Linked DNA regions of Mus musculus: region 2 is linked to region 1. The links are chromatin contacts, called in public HiChIP or PLAC-seq maps. All regions are on one chromosome and are shown on one strand. Each heading gives the region's core, a stretch centred on a gene start, on an enhancer-like site or on the middle of the called end of the contact. The rest is flanking DNA. Distances are from core to core; before and after follow the strand shown. Region 1 overlaps Pla2g4a (phospholipase A2, group IVA (cytosolic, calcium-dependent)). Region 2 holds the start of Ptgs2 (prostaglandin-endoperoxide synthase 2).

Region 1 (6,841 bases), core at 207-2,706:
AAAAACAAAAAATAACTTCTAAGGATGGAGATGTGATACTAGGTGATATTCCAACTATATCTTTGTAATATTTAATTAGCCATTCCAGTTCTACACAACTCTAAAAACATAACAGTTTTTTATTTTCAGGAAAAAACTTTAAAACATTAAAAATAATATGCTAGACATGTTTATACAAATGTTTAAAACTTTAGAGTCATGGGGCTATTTTATTCAACACAGATATTTTAAGAAAGTATTTTGGGAACTTAAGAAAGGTTAATCTCATTTTTTAAAAAATTTAATTCCTTTACATTTTAATCACAGCCTTTTAAAACTTTTTCAGCAAAAAATAGAATGCTTTTAGTCCATGCAAAGAAGACTGAGAACATAACTCAACTGTAAGAGAGATTTGGAAAATAAGCTTTTGTTCTCACTTGACTGAACATGGGCCTTTCAAAGTATAGATAAAAGTAAAAGCAGGAACACAAGGATGCTCCCGTATGAGACAGGAGTGATGAGGGCCAAAATGAGTAATGATGGCTGAGCCTTCAAAGCAGCACATGGGCTGGGTGCAGGGATCCCTACTGGGACAGAAAATGAACTTTCTCTTCGATGCCACCTATATACACCTATACTGCTGTAACCCTCTTCTTCGTACTCTATTGAATAAAGGGTGAAATTCTCTAAACTGGGTGAAATCCCACCTAGCCAAGGTTATTGAAATAGACAATGGTATTGTTAACTGAACCCCTAAGACTTAAATTAATACACACACACACACACACACACACACACACACACACACACACAAAACTCTTCAAATTTAAGTGCAGAGGAAAATGCCTAAATGGACTCCTAAAGTTACTTGAAAATTCACATAGAATGTGTCATTCTAAGCAGAAGAGGAAAACATTCCACTTTAGCACTTTAGCACCTGGTACTTCTCCATGCCTAACACGTTCTCTTCGTTGTCACATAGAGCGAAGACATGTGAGATAAACATGTTAGGAGACACTTGACTCATCTTGAAATTATCTCCTCTGAAATGACCGCTGGGGAATAATTTCATTAGATTTAGAGCCCTTTAAACTTTTGGGTGGACTCAAAAACATTCCAAACATATTAGTAAACTCTTAAAAAACTCATATTCAGTCATAACCTAAAGGCTGACCCCAGAGAAAGAAATTACCAAATACACACATCAGGGCAGCAGATAGGAAAGAGCAAGGTTAGTCAGTTCCAAAGAATAAGATTTGAAATTCTGTAATTAAAGTACATAATTACTAATAAAAATCTCTATACTGTGTGCTTCAGAAAACGTCTAATAAAATGTGGACAGAAATAACACAGACATTTATAATCTGGACAGGAGGAGTAACATAAAGCTATTTTTCCAATCCTCTCCTCACTGAGGCAGCAAAAAGAGGCTCATGAATTTGATTTATTTCCCCAGTACTCCTTAAGCTCTTAGTTGAGATGTTTGAGAGTATTTACATTTTTTATGTGGATACAGGAAATGGTTCCACAACAACAGGCAGTGTATCGAGCACACAGATAAGTAACTCAATGCTAACTGAAATGTTCACATTTCCAAGACAAGGTAAACAAAGTCAGAGGGAGGGCGTGTAGGTTGTCTAGAAACAGGGCGCTTGTGTAGGGGAATCACTAGGACTTTGTGGTCTTTTGAAGAGGCTTTAACTAGGTGGACTTAAAGGAGGAATTTAGGTTGATGCTTTAAAAACAAGACTGGAAAAGGTGAGTGGGGAGATGGCTCAGTAGGTTGAAAACAAAAGCATTTTGTGCAGTTGTGGTGATGTAATTATGGATCCTCAGAACACATAAAGTCAGGCAAGCCGCTAAGTGTCACAATGTCCTCACAGAAAGAAGGAGAATTCCTGGAAGCTTGTATGTCAGGTAGCCAGGATCTGAAGCTATGAACAAGAGCTGATCAAACAAGGTGGAAAGTATAACTGACTGACACTTGTGGAGCTCTATGACTACACATACGGGCTGTGGTATGCATGCAAAACATTAACACACATGAGCATACGTTTGTATTTTACACACACACACACACACACACACACACACTATTTTAAAACCAGTTGTAAAAAAGATGGCAATCTTTCCTGAAATTCACCTGAGTTTTAACTTTCTTGCTTTCCAAAGGGTTAGAAAAACACATGAAACTCAAGAAGAACAAAGACCAAAGTGTGAACACTTCACCCGTTCTTAGAATTGGGAACAAAACACCCATGGAAGGAGTTACAGAGACAAAGTTTGGAACTGAGATGAAAGGATGGATCATCTAGAGACTGCTGCACCCGGGAATCCATCCCATAATCAGCCTCCAAATGTGGACACCATTGCATACTCCAGCCAGATTTTGCTGAAAGGACCCTGGTATAGCAGTCTCTTGTGAGGCTATGCCGATGCCTGGAAAACATAGCAGTGGATGCTCACAGTCAGCTATTGGATGGATCACAGGGCCCCCAATGGAGGAGCTAGAGAAAGTATCCAAGGAGCTAAAAAGATCTGCAACGCTATAGGTGGAACAACAATATGAACTAACCAGTACTCCCAGAGCTCGTGTCTCTAGCTGCATATGTATCAGAAGATGGCCTACTTGGCCATCATTGGGAAGAGAGGCCCCTTGGTCTTGCAAACTTTATATGCCCCAGTACAGGGAGCACCAGGGCCAAGAAGTGGGAGTGGGTGGGTAGGGGAGCGGGGGGTGGGGGGTGGAGGGTATGGAGGGCATTCGGAATAGCATTTGAAATGTAAATGAAGAAAATACCTAATAAAAAATTGGAAAAAAAAAGAAAGCTATGCTCTCACCCACTGTGTGGTAGCCATGGGTCTGTGCTCAACATCATTATCCTATGGAGGTTCACAAGTGCTCTTTATTGTTATACAAACTAAGAAGAAGTCTTCCCTTAGGGATTTCATTTCCTGACAAAAGCAGAAGGCCAGGATCCATAAAACCATGGACCTGAAGATGGAAGCCAGTGATGTCATCATCAATGCTTGCTGCAGGCTTTCCTTCTGCACTATAGGAAATTCTAAACACCTAGAATTCTTGTAGTTTCTTAGGGAAAGGGGGAGACCACCCACACTCATTACCTTTAATGAGTTGGGGCTTGGTCTTAAGTTTGCTTTTTCTTGCTATGGTCAAAGACCAAGACCAAAAGCAACTTGGGGGAGAAAGGTCTCATTTCATTTCCTACTTATTTCAGTCCATCACAAAGGGAAGGCAGGGCAGGAATCTAAAGGTGGGAACTAAAGCAGAGGCCATAGAGGAATGTTGCTTCCTGACTTGCTCACAATGGCTTGCTTTATAACATGACCTGGAATCACCTGTGCAGTGGTTCCCATATGACCTCAACTTGTGTTAAACTGACCAAAACAGACCCAAAGTCAAACCCAAAGTGAATTAGAAATGTGCTAATTGAGTGTTGCTTTCCCTGAGTGTGAGCATAAAAAGTCACACGAGCACTCATTGGTGTGTTAAGAATGATTGATAGCTAGAATGCAAAATATACAACACAGTAGATTCAAGACTCACTGAGCATTTGCAAATATTGTATGCTTAATAATCACTTTGTAAATGAACATGTAGTTAAAACTAATTTTAGAGGCATTTCGATCATTATTTCTGGAACGTCATAGGTGTTTGGTCTGCATTGTTTAAGTGCCAATTCAGAATTGTTGCTGATTCCTGCTAAGTGAGCATCTATCTCCCTTGAAGATGGAAGTGGAGCTTTAGAGTATCTCTTTTCTCAGAAGCTAGTAAAATCAAGGCATACCATGAATGTCCATAAAAGCTCTTCCATGGCACTAAAGAAATGGCTCAGCTGTCAAGAATACTTGCTGTGAATTCCTGATGCCTGAAGCTGAGATCAAAACTATGCAGGGAGTCAGGTCCCCTGCATACATCTCTAAGTCCACATTTAAGAGGGGCAGAGACAGGACAATTAATAGGGCTTTCTGGCTTTTGGCTTAGCCAAGAAAATGCAATCTCTTAGTTCTAAAAGACCCTCTGCTGCAAAGGAAGAAGTGGAATAAATAGAGGAGGACATCTGACACCTTCTTCTAACCTCCACAAGGGCACAAGCACAAACACACATGCAGGCACACAAGAATACATATATACATACGTACAAATCTTCAAAAACACATTTATGTTCTGATAGTAAACTTGATTTTGCACCTCATATTCTCTGGCAATTTGTACAAATGATGATATTTATTTAAATTTTACACAGACAACACATTCTTAACAAGATTTGCCTTGTCTCAACCAAAGCTACTTGCAGAGGTAAATAAAACAATGTTTATAATGCTGCAGTGGTTAAAAGCAGAGGAAATACCAGGCAAATATAATATAGTCACCAACTAAGAGGAAGGAGCATTAAGCACTAGGAATCCCTTGGGGTAGGGGATGCAGCGCTTAGGTGCTTGGGAATATTCATGTGTATACAGGACCTGACAAAAAGGTGACCATTTGAGTTTGAGTAGGCACTGAGGTCCTTGGAGTAATAAAAAGAAACAATGCATTTTTGCTACTAGTAAACTGGATTAATCATGGTTCCAGTCTAATGAATTTCAGGGTCAAAGAATGGAATTGTGATGCAGGATTCAAATCTCTGTGTTTGTTTCTGTTAGTCTTCTAGGTGAAAATGCTGTGAGTCATGGAATTGGGCAGTCTTCATAGGAATTAGAAAGCAAAATAAAGGTGGTAAGGGGCTTATGGTATTTGTTTTAATAAGTACAAGCAGTAAAAACTAAAAACACTTGGACTTTTACTCCACTATTCAATATTGAAGCTGTACACGTAAGGAAGACTGAAGACCAACAGAAGCATCCTGCCTGCTGAAAGTGCTCAATGGATCGTCCATGCCTACATCACTCACATGCTTGATCTTCATCTCCTTGATGAAACTTCTCAATTTTCAATAAAATTTTCTGGTAATCATGTGAATACTATGACCCTGTAAACATGTACATATCTCTCTTAAATTGTTTTGTTCTGTTTAAAAGTCCTCATTAAGCTCTGCTGTCTCCTGAGCAATGAAAAGGAAGGCCTACCTATGATTCTATAAGTATCTTTAGAAGCCCTGATATTTTCGGGGTAAAATCCTCAGGGGAAAGTTCTCAGTGTCCAATAAAGAGGCCAAGAAGAGCCTTAAGAGTTTGTATGCTATAACATATCTGGAGTTCCAGCACTGGGAAGGTTGAGGCAGGAGGAGTTCTGTAATGAGTTCAAGGTCAGCCAGGGCTACATAGCCCTGTCTCAATAACAAATAAACACAAAATCCTCTTCCATAGACACCAACAATAATTACATATTAAAATCTCTACATTAGTTTTTAAAGACCCCCTTGAACAAAGCCCAGTAGAACCGTTGTCTCATCTCTTCACAGAGAATTAAGCTTGGCTTTACCTGCATCTAAACTCTAGAACTGATCTCTGCTGTCCCATGACTTATGTATTCACTGGCACTTTTTAAAATTAAGAAGTAAGAACTCAGTACAGGAACTCAAATAGTTTTGCTCAGCTATGTGTTTGGTTCCACAATTAGTTCACCATCATGGTTCTGTTGACATAGGGAGAACTTACTGAAATCCTGCCACCAGTGTAGCCAGTTCTAACAGGTACAACTTCTGTGAGAAGAGTCATGGAATAAATGTCATACCCACCAAAACTCAGCTCCCAACCTATGCATTCATGCTGCCTGTTCCATGTGACATGTAAGATAACTGACTATGACTTCAAAATAAGAGTATATCAATTTAATTCAACTACCTATTTTAGAAATGAGAGTATGGTGATGATCTTTAGCCAGGTGAAAATTTGAACTTTAAGCTGCATTTCTATCAACCTTGATCACACTGATGCAGAATGTGTTTCGTTCTGGGACATTAGATACAAACAATGCTCAGTAGTATCAACATTTAATGCTTCTAAGGTCATCAGCCATGCCCAAAAGAGACTGACAACTATCTTGTTCTTGTTTGACCAGAACCCTAAGGCAAAAAGCCACAAATGAGGATGGGTTATGATTAAAATGTCAGTTTGGAGTAGGATGTGGTGACATACACCTGTCATTCCAGCAGCAAGGAGGCTGATAGAAGAGGGTACCAAGTTCAAGGCCAGCCTGGTTGCATGGTGAGTTCCAGGTCAACCTTGTCATTAACCTCATTTAGAACAACAGTTAGCTGTTCAGTAATTTTATGAGCTATGTTATAATCCCTAAAAACATAGCTTATGGGATGCCTCTTTTACTATGACACTTAGACAATACATAAGGCCATTTCCAAGTATAGCTATTAAGAATGGGATAATTTGCCAGTAGATAAAGTAAAAACAAGTATGAAGTTTGTATTATCTAAAAACAAAGCCTATTCAGATACAGAATCAGCTATCCAATATGCAGCCTCCTTGGGAAAGACCACCATACAAAAGCAACATGATAGTAGTCTCTCCATTTATCCACATGGAGAATTTAATGGAAACTTGTTTTTAAATATAGACACCAGAAAACAGAATAGGGTATAGGGTTCTGCTATCTTGACTTTCTAGTTCTTAGATATTTGTAGTAGCTATATGGTTCTCAAATACTTTTGACAGTTTCCTATACTGACCTGTTTGCTAAGAGTTATTGTAAGCAAATTTGCTACATTTGGCTAACTTGTTAATCTGCACAGCTCCAGTTCACCAGCACTTATCTAAGATAAGGATCTTTTCTCACTGTAGCCTTTCCTCACTGTAGCCTCATGCAGCTTCTAAAACTTGAGGCCTTGGCCTTGGGTATTGCCTTTTCTTTTTCGGCAAACTTGCCATGAAGCTTGTTTGCTGC
Region 2 (7,077 bases), core at 2,603-5,102, 190 kb after region 1:
TAACCTCCTATGCTGCTTTCTCTGAATTCTAGACATCTCAAGTTATACTTTCATTTGACTCAAGATATTTTTTAATATCCTCTGAGCTTCCTCTTTAAGCCCTATATTATTAAAATGTATCTTGTGATATCCAGATATTTGGGGATTTTCCAGGTATTAGTGATTCATTTTCCTTTTTTTATTTTTCCCTTCTTCCCCTCATCTCTCTCCCCTCCCCCTCCTCTTCTTCCTTCTCTTACTCCTTCTCCTCTTCCTCCTCCTTTTTTAACCTTTTCTTATTTATCTTTTTTTTTGTGGGAGGGTCTCTTGTAAATAAGACTCAGTCTTTCTATGCAGTCGAGGATGACTATGAAGCCCTGATCCTCCTATCTCTACATCCTAAATTATTGAGTTAATAAGCATGAATTACTATGCCCATTTTATTGCCCTCAGTGATTCATATTTTAATTTTACTCATCCATAGCCTGAGAATATACATTGTGTAGTTACTATTTTAAGTGTATTAAGGTGTGCTTTTATAGACTAGGATGTGGTTTGTCCTGGTATATGTTCCATGTAACTTAGAAGAGACTTTATATTGCTGTCCTTGAATGACACAGCATTAGATGTTAATCATGGCCAGATGACTTACAGTTGTGCTCACCTCAGCTATCTGCTTTGTCATAGAACTGCCTACCTCTGGTGAGGAGTAGTGAAGGGCGCACCATCTCTTTCCCCCTGCAGTTTTATTGTTCTGCCCTCATGTGTATGAAGGCTTCATTGTTGTACAGTGCCCATAAGGATCACTGTACCTATTCTTGAAGAACTGACTGCTATCAAATGCACTACTCCTCTTTATTACTTCTACATTTCTTTCCTCTAAAGAATGCTCTATAAAAACAAATAAAACTATTCTTGCTTTCCTCTATTACCACAGTATATCTTTCTTTTTACTTTTAACTTTCTCTTTGAATGGGATATTGTTTGAATTAAGGAATATGTCCTTTATTAGCCAGATGGTGGTGATACAAGTCTTCAAGCCCAGCATGTCAGAGGCAGAGGCAGGCAAATATCTGAGTTTGAGGCCAGCTAGCTCCATCTATGGAGTGAGTTCCAGGATGGCCATGACTACACAGAGATACCCGTGTCGAGGAAAAGAAAAAGAAATAACAATTAATAAAAAGCCAAACCCAAAACAAAAACAAAAATGTCATTTATTTCCAGTGTATGCATGAACTTTACATTTAATATCAACACTGCATGTTTAATTATCTAAGTGCATTATAAAATTAGAACGAAAATCTACCTAACAATCTACCTAGCATCTTAGGAGAAAAAAGTTGCTGAAAATTCAAGCAGCAGAAGAGGGCAGTAAAACTCAACAGAATGTTCTCAAAGGTGTTAGTACATTTCCTTATTTTCCTTTTTTAGAATCTCAAAACTCTTTCATATACTAACAAAATATATTTTCTACAACAGACACTTAAATATGTACCCAAGTGTACAGAGAACCACCAAAATTCCACACAGTTCATCACTACACTTGCTATATAATAAACATCTTATTAAGGAGCCTCATTACCATTGTGCTTTGCCATACAGAACAGTTTGAACCATCTTGATTTGGTTTGGGACAGTTAATATTCCCCTGTAACCAGTATTCCAATTGTGCCTGTACAGTGTGCTCTGGCATCCCAGACTTCTCAAAAGCAGCCAATTACAAAATACTTTCCCCTTATGTCCTTATTTGGACTTCCTTTCAAAACTGCTCTTGTCCTCCAGGTCTGAATTTCTTACTGAGTTCTCCTGTCATTCCGTAGTATATGGAACTCTCCTTACATCTGAGGTTACAGATTAGATCAACCAACTCAACCATACAGATAATTTTACTTGCATTTCTTCTATGATTATGTTTAATGTCTTTAAATGTCAAGTAGTCTGAAGGTGATTATTCTCTATGCCCTGTTTTTCCCCTCACTTTGAATTTGTAATGTTTTCTTTTTTTTTTTTTCTTTTAGTTTTTGTGAGACAGGATTTTTCTGTGTATAGCTGGCTGTCCTGAAACGTGCTCTGTGGACCAGGGAGGCCTCAGAGATCTGCTTAGACTCCTTTTTCTCCCTCAATGCTGGGATTAAGGGCCAACATCACCATCCACCACCACCCCCTTTGCCATAATCTCTTTTAAAACATCAGAATATACTTCTCTACATAATGGGCATACAATTAATATTAGATGAGGATGGAGTTGGTCAAAGTCAGTTGAAGATTTCACTAGAAAATGTTCGTACACAGTCAAGAATGTGGAATTTTATACAGTTCCTAGCTGAAGTTCGTATCAGGAGCTCTAACAAACTTAGTTTGACACCATGCACTTCCCGCATTTAAAATAAAACAGAAAACAAGAACTATTTAAAGGGATTCTCCAAAAGAAAACAGTCTGTGCTTTCAGTTGAAATTTCCCATAAGACTCCGTGTAAGAGGCTGGGAGTGCCATACCTGGACTGATTAAACATGACTAGAACAAAGGCCCTGGGTGACATGGAGTTTTAGTCACTGTGTCTCATGTAGCATCAAATTAGCTTGCACATGAAGCAAACAGTTAAAAAAAAATTCCATGAGTATTCTTACTTTCTGGGAGACTTCCGCAGAGTCAGGTATTTGCTAGAGTTTCCTAAGTGCTGCTTCTCATGGTCGATTGGATTCCCCCATGTGGATATTCTCCCCTTTCATTTTTGTTTTGTTTTGTTCTGTTTTGTTTTGAGCAGGGGTCTTGCTGTGTTACCCAGCCTGCTTCAAACCATTTTCCTGACTTAACTGTCCTCAGAATATAGTGTAATTTCACACTCTGTGTCATTTTTTTTATCCATTCACGCCAAGAACGTACAGTTTAGTTGAATTTTTTAGTTTCCTCCTTTTCTTATTTTGCTCCTTTTCGCTACTCCATCCTCACACCCCCTCCATGGCCAACACAAACACAGTAGGAAGATATCCAACACTATCAAAAACATCACCTCTCTAGGCAAATAATTTTTTATCAAACACTGTTTCTGAATGAAGTGAATTTTTTTTTAAGGTTAGGGAGAATAAGGCTAGTTATGGAAAAATAACTATTACCTTTTGATCCGTTGCCATAACATACTTTCTTGTAAACATGGACAGAAAAAGTTTTTAAAAGGTACATTTGAAAACAAATTCTTTCTAGTGATACATCCCGTGAAAAGAGTTGCTGATCAAAATGATAAAAGCTATGTAACAGCAGGGGGAAAATACCTTAAAGCAATGCTGTGGACACTTAGCATTCCGATGAAGTGGAGCTCAGCATCTGTCCCTGGGAAAGGCGAGTGCCAGGGGCTCCTGTGACTGCAGAACCCGGAGGGTAGTTCCATGAAAGACTTCAACCTAATTCCACCAGTACAGATGTGGACCCTGACAGAGGACACTCATTTCATTAAAAATAGAAGAAATTAAATTAACCGGTAGCTGTGTGCGTGCTCTGAGCAGCGAGCACGTCAGACTGCGCCCCAGTGGGGAGAGGTGAGGGGATTCCCTTAGTTAGGACCTTAGATCCCGGGAGGGGAAGCTGTGACACTCTTGAGCTTTTAGGCCCCCACTGGATGCGCGACTGGGAGGAAACCGGAGACCCCAAAGAGCGCCAGACTAGGCGCAGACTCAGCGAACCACAGGGCGCCTGGAGGGATGGAGAGGGCGGTGCAGCTCTCTTGGCACCACCTGGGGCAGCCAAGGGCAGCTTCCCGGCTTCCTTCGTCTCTCATTTGCGTGGGTAAAAGCCTGCCGCTGCGGTTCTTGCGCAACTCACTGAAGCAGAGAGGGGGAAAAGTTGGTGGGGGTTGGGGAAAGCCTAAGCGGAAAGACAGAGTCACCACTACGTCACGTGGAGTCCGCTTTACAGACTTAAAAGCAAGGTTCTCCCCATTAGCAGCCAGTTGTCAAACTGCGAGCTAAGAGCTTCAGGAGTCAGTCAGGACTCTGCTCACGAAGGAACTCAGCACTGCATCCTGCCAGCTCCACCGCCACCACTACTGCCACCTCCGCTGCCACCTCTGCGATGCTCTTCCGAGCTGTGCTGCTCTGCGCTGCCCTGGGGCTCAGCCAGGCAGGTGAGTTGCGCCCCGAGGCGCCCTGGGACTCCTCAGGCTCAGACCCCCTTTCTAGCAGTGTGGGCCTGGCTGTGTATTGGCAAAGAGCCTGGACTGCTTAAGTCCTGAGGAACTGCAACCCACTTTCAGGTTTCTTATTTGCTAAAAACCAATAGTCTTAATGGCTTACAGGTTGTCATTATGGTAAGACAATCTGATCAATACTTGTGAAAAGCATAGATGTGGGCAACTGAACAAGAGTGGCTGCTTTGAATACCTGTTAGAGTTTTTCTATCCACAGAAAAATCCAGAATACATTTTTAAAAATATATTTAAAATGCTAAAACTTGACTGTTTTAATTTTATTTTCTTTACACTAAATTTTGACTATTGCACTAGGTCGATCCATTTTAATATTTAAAGGGATGCTTAATAATTCTAGTCTGTGTGTCCGAGTTATTTTAAAAATGTTGGTAATGTGAACTATGAAGTTAGGTCCTCTGTGTTTCTTGCTTAAGAATACAAAGTTGCTTGCTATTTCCATAAACAGTTGATAAGACAGACTTAATTAAAATAATGACCTTTTTAAATCTGGGTCTACCTATGTATTTGTCAAACTTATCATTGTAAAGTTGACCCATAGTGACAGAATTAAATCCTTAAGTTAAGATGAGAACAACCAAGAGTAACTGACAGGATATCTTATTTTTTTAATGTAGCAAATCCTTGCTGTTCCAATCCATGTCAAAACCGTGGGGAATGTATGAGCACAGGATTTGACCAGTATAAGTGTGACTGTACCCGGACTGGATTCTATGGTGAAAACTGTACTACACGTAAGTTTTTCCTGGGGTATCTTCCTTTGGAATGTGGCCACATGTGTAACCATCATTCTGTAGATTTGTGTCCTATGGGGGAGGGGCCTGCTCATTCTTCCTCCTGCTTTGTCTCTCTCCAGCTGAATTTCTGACAAGAATCAAATTACTGCTGAAGCCCACCCCAAACACAGTGCACTACATCCTGACCCACTTCAAGGGAGTCTGGAACATTGTGAACAACATCCCCTTCCTGCGAAGTTTAATCATGAAATATGTGCTGACATGTAAGTACAACCCTCCCTTGTTTTCCAGCATCCTCCAACACAACTAGGCACTAGAAACCCAACCCCAAGAACTATCCTGACCTTTTCAAAGGGCTTGAAGTATACCTTTTCTAATCTGTTTTTCCCCTGAAATGTCTAAAATACAGTCATGAAAACCTGTAGTCTCTATTCTAGTTTTGACCCCTGTCCTTCATTCGTGTGGAGGAAGTGTGGTTCACTTGTTCATTGAATAAATACCCATGGCTCACAGAATTGTTCGGAACACATAGAATTGTTCTGAACCTTTGAAACAAATGGTTGACTAGGGTTTGGGTCAGAAGAGAAAAATAGCTGTCTGTAGTTATTGGTGAGGGCCATGCCCAAATGTCTCTGTCATCAGCTATGGAACAGGGAGTGGGTAGAAACTGAAAAGTCAAGACTACTGGAGCAGAATGTCCTGTGTAAAATTTAAGCTTTATTGAAGATGCATTTTCAGTGCTCTTTAAAGTTCAGCCATTGTACAGCAGGGTATCTTTGTCTGAAGGAAATCTAGTCTCTGTACTTGCTACATTGTACAATGATAATTGATATGCCCTTGTTGTTGTTGTTGTTTTTCATATGAGGACCAATGATTTTTTTTTCTTTAAAATTTCAGCCAGATCATATTTGATTGACAGTCCACCTACTTACAATGTGCACTATGGTTACAAAAGCTGGGAAGCCTTCTCCAACCTCTCCTACTACACCAGGGCCCTTCCTCCCGTAGCAGATGACTGCCCAACTCCCATGGGTGTGAAGGGTGAGTGTAAAGAAATACAGACATAGCAACTGCAGTGAGGCTTGGGTGTGTACCTAGAAAAGGTGTCCATTATGTAAAACTGTAAATAGTTTTGTCTTTAGTATGGTTATCCACAGAGGTTTATTAAAAGTACAGATGTAGTATGGGAAAGTAAATCTGCATTGATGTAATGTCTTAGCCTTAGTATGTTTTGCTAAATAGAACTGATGTTAGTTACAATTCATAAAAAATTCAATAACACCCCCTGCTTTATATCTTAACACTTGAATTTAAAACCTTAGCCCAGCCTGGGGTACAAGCCTGACACTGTGCCTCAAAACACAACAGTCGTATTGATGTTGTGATCTTCTTTGAGACGGTGCTTCTAAGTGATGGATGCTGTCATGTATTATACAGTCATCTGTTTGCTTGAACAAATAGGTGAATGGATAGATACTTACTTTAGAATTTACATGTTCCAGGAAATAAGGAGCTTCCTGATTCAAAAGAAGTGCTGGAAAAGGTTCTTCTACGGAGAGAGTTCATCCCTGACCCCCAAGGCTCAAATATGATGTTTGCATTCTTTGCCCAGCACTTCACCCATCAGTTTTTCAAGACAGATCATAAGCGAGGACCTGGGTTCACCCGAGGACTGGGCCATGGAGTAAGTGGGCTTAACTCAGATTTATAGCAAATCCTTAGGGAATGCTGACATCTTACCATGCCAAACAAATCACACCCATTTTTTTTTAATCCAAATGTCATGACTACTAAAACCATAATAGGTGTTCCATTTTCATTTTCTGATTTAGTAAAAATGAACTGACACACAGAGACATATTTTAATGTAATTTTCCTTACATTTTTAGTTTAAAAGTTTGGTCCATGAAAAGGGTCTATCTTCTGTAAATAAATAAATAAATTATTAGTCATCGGTGGCATTGGGAAGTGAACCTTAGAAGTTTGTGCTTGCCAGGCACTGGTCTCTGCTATTGAGGCAGAAGAGGTCCAGCCTTTACACACACACACACACACACACACACACACACACACACACACACACACACATACAAAATCCCCTTCTATGCTTCTTTAAACAATGTAAAATTACTATTATGGTTATAATGAAGCAAGTGGCATAT

Evidence for each region. HiChIP or PLAC-seq counts read pairs in DNA pulled down with a chosen protein or histone mark.
Region 2: an HNF4G HiChIP or PLAC-seq map of pancreatic cancer cells shows a contact between it and region 1. The contact joins the promoter of Ptgs2 here to the enhancer-like site in region 1. A contact is called at or near these places in 6 of 39 promoter capture datasets (the 3T3-L1 cell line, the C10 cell line, the HPC-7 cell line and 3 more), 3 of 484 Hi-C or Micro-C datasets (bone marrow-derived macrophages, embryonic fibroblasts and uterus), 5 of 115 datasets of contacts at active chromatin or transcription factors (the NIH/3T3 cell line, embryonic fibroblasts, fibro-adipogenic progenitors and 2 more) and 3 of 9 other capture datasets (adipose tissue, liver and pancreatic islet).

What each region holds. Positions count from the first base shown.
Region 1 is chr1:149,911,720-149,918,560 of GRCm38.p6, forward strand. The region is part of intron 3 of Pla2g4a (phospholipase A2, group IVA (cytosolic, calcium-dependent)); the gene reads right to left. Among named protein-coding and RNA genes, the nearest start is that of Pla2g4a, 46 kb to the right of the region's middle. Within about 2 kb of position 1,457, at least 18 of the 459 cell types and tissues checked have an H3K27ac peak or open chromatin away from gene starts, as enhancers often do. A contact at or near this core is called in adipose tissue, pancreatic cancer cells and uterus, where this site is marked.
Region 2 is chr1:150,096,179-150,103,255 of GRCm38.p6, forward strand. Ptgs2 (prostaglandin-endoperoxide synthase 2) reads left to right here and starts at 3,853. Exons shown (of 10, transcript NM_011198.4): 1 at 3,853-4,097; 2 at 4,796-4,912; 3 at 5,035-5,178; 4 at 5,813-5,956; 5 at 6,418-6,599. The coding sequence starts at 4,046. It overlaps Ptgs2os (prostaglandin-endoperoxide synthase 2, opposite strand), which reads right to left and starts at 3,696. Exons shown (of 5, transcript NR_015466.3): 1 at 3,250-3,696.